Regions from separate parts of the Mus musculus genome. Here region 2 is linked to region 1. Evidence: chromatin contacts called from public Hi-C data. All regions are on one chromosome and are shown on one strand. The core of a region is the stretch at or near the end of the contact, and the rest is flanking DNA. Distances in the headings are between cores, read along the strand shown. Region 1 overlaps Ubr2 (ubiquitin protein ligase E3 component n-recognin 2). Region 2 has its middle 29 kb from the start of Ubr2.

The links. A called contact is a pair of places that touch in the nucleus more often than the background predicts.
Region 2: a Hi-C map of cerebral cortex shows a contact between it and region 1, with 2.3 times the contacts expected there. The contact joins two enhancer-like sites. A contact is called at or near these places in 6 of 39 promoter capture datasets (the C10 cell line, embryonic stem cells, hippocampal neurons and 2 more), 10 of 15 datasets of contacts at CTCF or cohesin (CD8 T cells, the G1E-ER4 cell line, the NIH/3T3 cell line and 4 more), 200 of 484 Hi-C or Micro-C datasets (2-cell embryo, the AML12 cell line, the AtT-20 cell line and 107 more), 14 of 115 datasets of contacts at active chromatin or transcription factors (the HPC-7 cell line, astrocytes, bone marrow-derived dendritic cells and 5 more) and 3 of 9 other capture datasets (adipose tissue, embryonic stem cells and pancreatic islet).

The regions. Positions count from the first base shown.
Region 1 is chr17:46,985,986-46,989,861 of GRCm38.p6, forward strand. It overlaps Ubr2 (ubiquitin protein ligase E3 component n-recognin 2), which reads right to left. Exons shown (of 47, transcript NM_146078.3): 5 at 2,668-2,798; 6 at 660-798; 7 at 4-66. Among named protein-coding and RNA genes, the nearest start is that of Ubr2, 23 kb to the right of the region's middle. Within about 2 kb of position 1,841, at least 17 of the 459 cell types and tissues checked have an H3K27ac peak or open chromatin away from gene starts, as enhancers often do. A contact at or near this core is called in cerebral cortex and forebrain, where this site is marked.
Region 2 is chr17:47,038,081-47,041,501 of GRCm38.p6, forward strand. No RefSeq gene overlaps it. Among named protein-coding and RNA genes, the nearest start is that of Ubr2, 29 kb to the left of the region's middle. Within about 2 kb of position 1,526, at least 58 of the 459 cell types and tissues checked have an H3K27ac peak or open chromatin away from gene starts, as enhancers often do. A contact at or near this core is called in cerebral cortex and forebrain, where this site is marked.

The DNA.
Region 1 (3,876 bases), core at 591-3,090:
TACCACAATGACTGTCTTTGCTTGATCACAGTACTGGAAATCTCCATATCGGACAGACCTACGGCCCTGGAAAGACATTAAAAACTAGCTGTAAGAGCATTGTACTTAGTGTGACTGGCTTGCAGACCAGGAAACATGCTTGACCACAGAGCAGACTGAGTCAGTCCCTAATATTTTAACATCCGTCCTAGTCACTAATGAGAAACTAAAATTGCGCTTTAATGCTCTCTTTAATGCTTAAACTACCAGTGTGTGTGTATGTGTGTGTGTTTTACTCTCACGACAGGTCATTTATTCTCGATTTCTGTAATGGCCATTCTCATAGCCCAGCATTTTAAATCACTGAACAGAATTAGGACAATTGCATATTCTTTTTAATGTTCTACCTGGTAACTTCTTAGTTCTAGCAATAAATACTTGGGCCAATATTCAAATGAAATAAAAAAAAATTAGCCTAGATACTTTTAACTACTTTTTCTAGGCCAGCTTATCTGTACGAAGTTCAATTTCTTCAATCCCAGACTTTGGGAGGTAGAAACATGCAAATCTCTGTAAGTTCAAGGCCAGTATGGTCAGCACAGCAAGTTCTGGCCAGCCCGGACTATGCAGTGAGACCCCCATATCAAAAAATGTTGTATTTCTTAAGACATATGACTTACATCTCGATCAACTGTAGTTGCAAAGCCAATGGCTTCCTTCTGTGTACAGTTCACAGCTTTCTGAAGGGTATAAATGACTTGCTCATAGGTGTGAACCTCATCATTAAACAGCATGCAGTAGTAGGTGTCACTCTTCTCTCTGGGGAGAAAACATCAATGCCATCAATGCTGTGGAAAGAGTGGGCGTGTCATCTGGGCAGGCAGCTGTGGGCAGAGAGTAGCTCACAGAGGAGGAGCTGGAGGGAGAGAGACCAGCTTAAGTGCGGGCCAGAGGGCTCGGCTGATGCAGGCTGTTAGCTAGACGGTAACGGACGGCAAATATTACCAAAGAAGCCCATCAGAGTGCTCTGTATTGGTAGCCCTGGGCAATTAAATGAAAATAAAGTCAAACCAAACCAAACCAAACCAAACCAAAGGCCGGGCCGTGATGGCACATGCCTTTAATCCCAGCACTTAGGAAGCAGAGACAGGCAGATCTGTGAGTTCAAGGCTAGTATGGTCTATAGAGGGAGTTCTGGGACAGCTAGGGCTACAAAGAGAGCCCCTCCCCCCCCAAACACACACACACACAGGAAAGGGAGGGAAAGATCGAGGGATGAAGGGAGAGAGGGAGGGAGGGAAGAAGGAAGGGAGGGAGGGAGGGAGGGATGAAGGGAAAGAGGGAGAGAGGGAGAGAGGGACAAAAGGGAGAAAGCCATCTGTTTCTCAGGCGTTCAACTCGGATCTCTGAGCTGAACAGACAGATTCAATTTCATGAATACAATAAGTGTCAACACTTCCAAAATAGTGCACAACAACTTGTCCTATTAAACACATTTTACCCTGCTGGCTGGTGGTGGCACGCGCCTCAGATCCCAGGATTCAGGAGGCAGAGGCAGGTGGGCCAGGCTGGTCTATAGCGTGAGTTCTAGGATAGTCAGACTTACACAGAGAAAGTCTGTTACAAACAAAAACAAACAGCAAAAAAGAAAGAAAAAAAGCCATTCAACACTTTACCCACAATCCCAATTATCTAGAACACACTGAAAAAACAGAGCAGTCAACCTCTGGTGACTGACATCTAATAAATCTAGTGACCTCCTAGTGTCCAATATCCATCCTCTCCAGCCCACAATCACCCTCAGCTATGAACTGAACAAGCAGGGGGTGGCTTTTCAGAAAAGAAAAGGCTGTGTGAGGCGAGCATGTAGCCAGGGCAAGCAGCCAGTCCTTTAACACAGCTGTGGCTGAATTCAACTGTCTGATCACAAGATTATGACCTCAATCGTCTAAATAAAAATGGCGGATGTACAGGAAAATAGCACAGTGTTGAATAAAATTTAAAATTAGAAGCAAAATGTCTAAACTTGCATTTAAGCCTTTCATAAACCCCCTAAGTTCACTAACATAGAAAAGAGTTCATGCCCTAACCCCTTCCAGTTTTATTACTGGGCACTGTGGAGCACCTTTAGCCCCAGCACTTGGGAGGTGGAGGCGAGCGCACCTCTCCAGTCTGAGCCAGCCCGGTTACAAAGGATGCAGGTGAGGGTGCATGTGAATTCTTCCTAGGGACCAAATCCAAGCTGTCAGGTTTGCTGGCAAGGACTTTACCTGCTGAGCCATCTTGCTAGTCCTACATAGTTTAACACTGCTACAAACCAATCAACTTAGGAAAACCTTCACCAATTAATCATACAAACCGCAAAACTGTAATACCAAACTTAAGATTCTGCTAAAAATCTAACCAATTTTTTTTTTTAAAGTCCTAGGACAGTAAGGAGGTAAGCACAGTTGCCATCGTCTGACAACCCAAGTTCAATCCCCAGGACCTACTTGTAGCTAGAACTGCCTCCTGTAGGCTTCCCTCTGACCTCCTCATATGCCAGTGTCAATTCTCCCTCCTTCCCATATGCAAAGAAATGAATGAAAAAATGTAATAAATTTAAAATGAAAGACCACGTCTTTTCCTTGCTGTGTGAAAGATGTTAAAGTTTAGCAGCCCCACATCTAAGGAATGGGCAGTACTTACGCCACTTCTAAGTCTTCAGGCAATTCACTTTCTTTTTCCCAGGTCAGTATATCTACTGCATATCGAAACATAATAGCAAAAATGTTGTAAGTTCTGGCGATCACATCTTCTGATAGATGCACAAGAGGATCCTGAGGGAGAGCAGAAGGCACAACCTATTAGTGCACACTGCCCTCTTCTGCCTTCCGGCTTCAACTCCCAAACACAAGAAGGCTGACAGGGTTGTTTCTTAATGAACTTAATCCTGTATGTGTAACAATAGACAAAATTAAACTTCCTAAAATGTTTTCTTTCAGTGATCTCAATTTTAAATCAGCTGAGTCATTCTACCCAGACACTCAAACGCCCAGTAAGTATAACTAAACATTCTGGAGCGGCACCCAGGAGTCTCTAACTACTAACATCAAACCACCTTTCGAGCTTGGCGTGGGAAGCTCAGAGTGGCAGAATTGAGAAAAGGTCTGCAGTTGAGCCTAAGCATCCGAGTTCAATCCCTGAGGCCTACACGATGGACAAAGAGAACCAACTCCTGCAAGGCGCTCTGACTTTCACACATGACCGCCTGGTATGCATGTGTGCAGATGCACATACACACACGCAAACAAAAAACAAAACATAACATAACCCTATAAAAGAAGGAAAGGCGATCAGCTATCAAATTTACACTGGAGAACATAAATCAGAATAAACAGATTAAGTATATATGCTAACTGGGGAAAAGTCTAAGATATACAGTCCGAACTTTTCTTTTCTTTTTTCTTTTTTTCCTGTTTTTTGTTTTTTTGAGACAGGGTTTCTCTGTGTAGCCTTGGCTGTCCTGGAACTCACTCTGTAGACCAGGCTGGCCTCGAACTTAGAAATCCGCCTGCCTCTGCCTCCCAAGTGCTGGGATTAAAGTGTGTGCCACCACTGCCCGCTCAGTCCGAACGTTTCATAAACAAACAAATATGTGCCATTATTTGGAAGCTGGTGGGTCAGAGACAGTCTGGTGATATATGTATGTATGTATATATGTACATGTGTGTGTGTGTGTGTGTATATATACATACATACTACATACATATGCCACACACACACACATACATCTTTAAAACAATGAAGTATGACTATTAAAAAATATTTATGAATAATAAAAGTTTAGATTTCACATCACTTTTGCATGACAAAACACTATTCTGTTCTTTTTACCCATATTATTTGACTTTTATT
Region 2 (3,421 bases), core at 276-2,775, 52 kb after region 1:
CAGACTCGGACTGCTTGGTGAGCTGCAAGGTTTCTTCTGAATTGAATTGCCCTTGCTGATTCCTGTGTGGTGTCTGCCGAGCGGACTGGACGGCAGCTGCTGGTTCATGTTTGGTGTTTGCTAGTGGACTGGACTGAGAGCAACAAAGACTGGGGTCGCTCCAAAGAACTATTTCTAAACAGGTACACTTCCCCCATATCCTAATAACCTTTCTTTCCCACTACCTCTGATGGGTGGTGGACTAGTGGGGAGGTTGGACCCTTACTAAAGTAGGTTGAAAAAAATATGCCAAAATGTTTGTATATGCCTGATGATTTGAGTTTATTCCTATATTCCTCAAGGTAGCTGGAGAGGTCTGAGAACTTCCCTTTGACCTGTGCACACTCCCTGTGACCTGTGTGTACCCACATTCACACATTCTTGAACATGCAGTAAACAAATATTTAAAAAGAAAGCAGCGTGTGGGAACCAGCAGGGATGTAGGTCAGTTGATAACAAGCCTGCCTAGCCAACATAGGGTCCTGGATCCATCCCTGGCATCTTAAGTGTGGGATGATGTTGAAAGAAGCACTTTGGACTCATCCCGAGATAGGGTTCTCCCTCCCCTTACTCTGTGCATGTCCACCTGTCTATCATCCTGCAGAACAAGTACAGCTTTGTACCATGACATTCCTAACCCAGACTTCAGGATTCTTCACCATTCATATCGATTCTGTCAGTGGACCAAACATCGACCCTGCCCAGGGACTTGAACACAAGCAGAAGGTCCTGCATTCCCTGTAGAGTACGAGTTCAAGTCACTAGGTCCTCTGCCTTTGATTCTGCTCATTGCAAGGACACCCTCACCCTCCTCTCAAGTGGCCCTTCAGGCAGAGACAACTAACTACTCTCTAGGACTGTGTTTGAAATGACCTTGGAGCCTTCTTCAGATCCGTTTCCTCCGCGATACTGCTGGGAGCCTGCAGGGGGCGCTCCTGTCCAGGGCTGGCATCCTCTCAGGCTCGCCTTTCTCGGTGGGGCTGGGCTTTCTTATGCCTGCAGTCTCTCTTTAACAATGGAGCTTGCGTTTGTTTAAAATTGTGACTGGTGGCACAGCTGGGAGCCCAGAAGTACTCTGTGTCGCTTTGTTATTTTAGGTTTCATAAGCAGCTAGAAAGTGAAATTCAAAATGACATCTTCAAGCGGAAATCAAGTCCTTCTCCTCCCGAGCTATGTATATTGGGATGCCCTTCTAGCAACCAGCCATGGTGCCACGCCAGCAGCCAGAATGCCAGTTAAGATCCATGCCTACTTTTTAGTAGTAGGGACTTGAGAACAAGAAGCTCTGCGTGGCACAGGGTGAATTCTTCGGAGGACCAGTCTGAGACAAACTGAAATTTGATCTCGCCTGAAATTTCTTCCAGTTGACAGAGCTTCTTTTTCATTCAATAAAATGAAACACAAAATAAAGCAAAGACAGAGGTTCAGGCATAGCCGTTGAATTACCCCTAGTTAATATGTCACCACAGCTTAGAGTAACTTGAATGTCTGAATCAGTCTTATCAGATGGTGGCAGAATTCCTGGAGAATTGGTATTTCATTGTGGAGGAACCAAGGAATTGCCGGCCCTGCCAACAGAAGACAAACTAAGACTGGGCTGTCTGACTTAGCAAATACAAATATGTACACTCAGTTAACTGTGAATTTCAGACACCGAACTCAAACATTTCATTTCATTTTACTTGCTTGAGACAGGGTCTCACTGAAATTCCCTATGTAGACCAGGCTAGCCTGGAATGTGCAGAGATCCACCTGCCCCTGTCTTCCAAGCCCTGGGATGAAAAGTGTGCACCACTATTCCTAATCTTCCTTAATTTTTAAATTCTCAGTAAACACTAAGAGCAAATCTGGTCTCCTGTTGAAATTCAAATGTGCAGGGTGTGATGCCTGGAATGTTCTGGAATCAGGCAGAACTTTCTGAGTTTGAGGCCAGCCTAGTTTGCACAGTGAGTTCCAGTCAGCCAGAATAGCCAGTGAGACTCTGTCTTAGCCCAGGGGGTGGGGCTGGGGGAGAGAAAGAAGTTAAGATATAAATAAAAGTCCTATATTTCATTTGGTATACAAAGTGGAAGAGAAAAGTTTTTTTTGTTTGTTTTTTGTTTTTTTTTTTTTAAATTTAGCCCAGTGGGTTCTCAACCTGTGGGTCATGACCCATTTTGGGGGAACAAACAGCCCTTTCAAGGGTTCACAGATCAGCTGTCCTGCAAATCAGATATCTTGCATGTCAGATGTTTACATCACAACTCATGACTTTAGCAGGATTACAGTCATGAAGTAGCAAGAAAAATGATGTTATGGTTGGGATTGCCACAACGTGTGGCACTGTATTAAAGGGTCACAGCATTAGGAAGGGTGAGAGCCACTGCCTAAGAGCTTCAGCATCATTTGGCAGACATAGCCACCGTGAAGGGTTTGGGGTGTGTTATCCCATCCACCATCCGTGAACATACATAAGTATTTGTGTATTCTAAACCTGGTTTCCCTATTGGCTAGCTAACTGACTTTGGGAGAGTAACCTAACTTCTCTGGATTTTAAGTTTTCTTTCTTTCATGGTTATTTATTTTTATTTTGTATGTATGAGTGTTCGCTTCATGTGTGCATATGTGCTCTGTGTGTGCCTAGTGTCCTAACAAGTCCTCGGAGCCCAGAAGAAGGCAGCAGGTCCCCTGGAACTAGAGGTGGTCACAACCTGTGACCTGTCATGTAGGAGCTGGGAACCTATCCCAGGTCTTCTGTGAGAGCTCATAACTGCTGCTGAGCCCTCTCTCCAGTCTCCATTTGTAATGTTAATTGTCAAACTCACGACAAGCCTAATTTGTAAATTACACATTATTATCAGTCTGAGTAGACAGAAAAAAGTGTAATAACACGTGGTACTATCTAGGACATCAGGCATCCCTCAGGGTCTCCTGCAGACAAGGTGGGAGTAATACAATACAATTCACCTTCACTGTTGTGGGCAAGGCACTTGAAACCCATCTCTTGCCTGACAGACAAAATGTCTGAGCAACCTTGAGCTGTGACACCCGCCTTCACTGCTTCTGGACTTGGAAAGGGTCCGGTAGCCATCAGCGTGCCTGGTTCTCGGGTCTTCAGCATGTATCTGAAGATCTTTCAGCTTCCAAAACTGCACAAGTCAAGGCCCTGGTGATAATTCTACACTCTAGCCTACCCACCCACCCAGGGTTAGCAAGATGGCTCAGCTGGTAAGGGTGCTTGTTCAATTCCCGAGACCAAAATCTGCACGCATGAGAACACACACGCACACATACAAGGGGGTAACTAGATCATATTCTTCCTTTTTTGTTACAGGATATTTGAATCTGTTTCTAGTTGTGGTGTGGCTCAGCCTTAGCACACACCTTTAATCCCAAACAATGA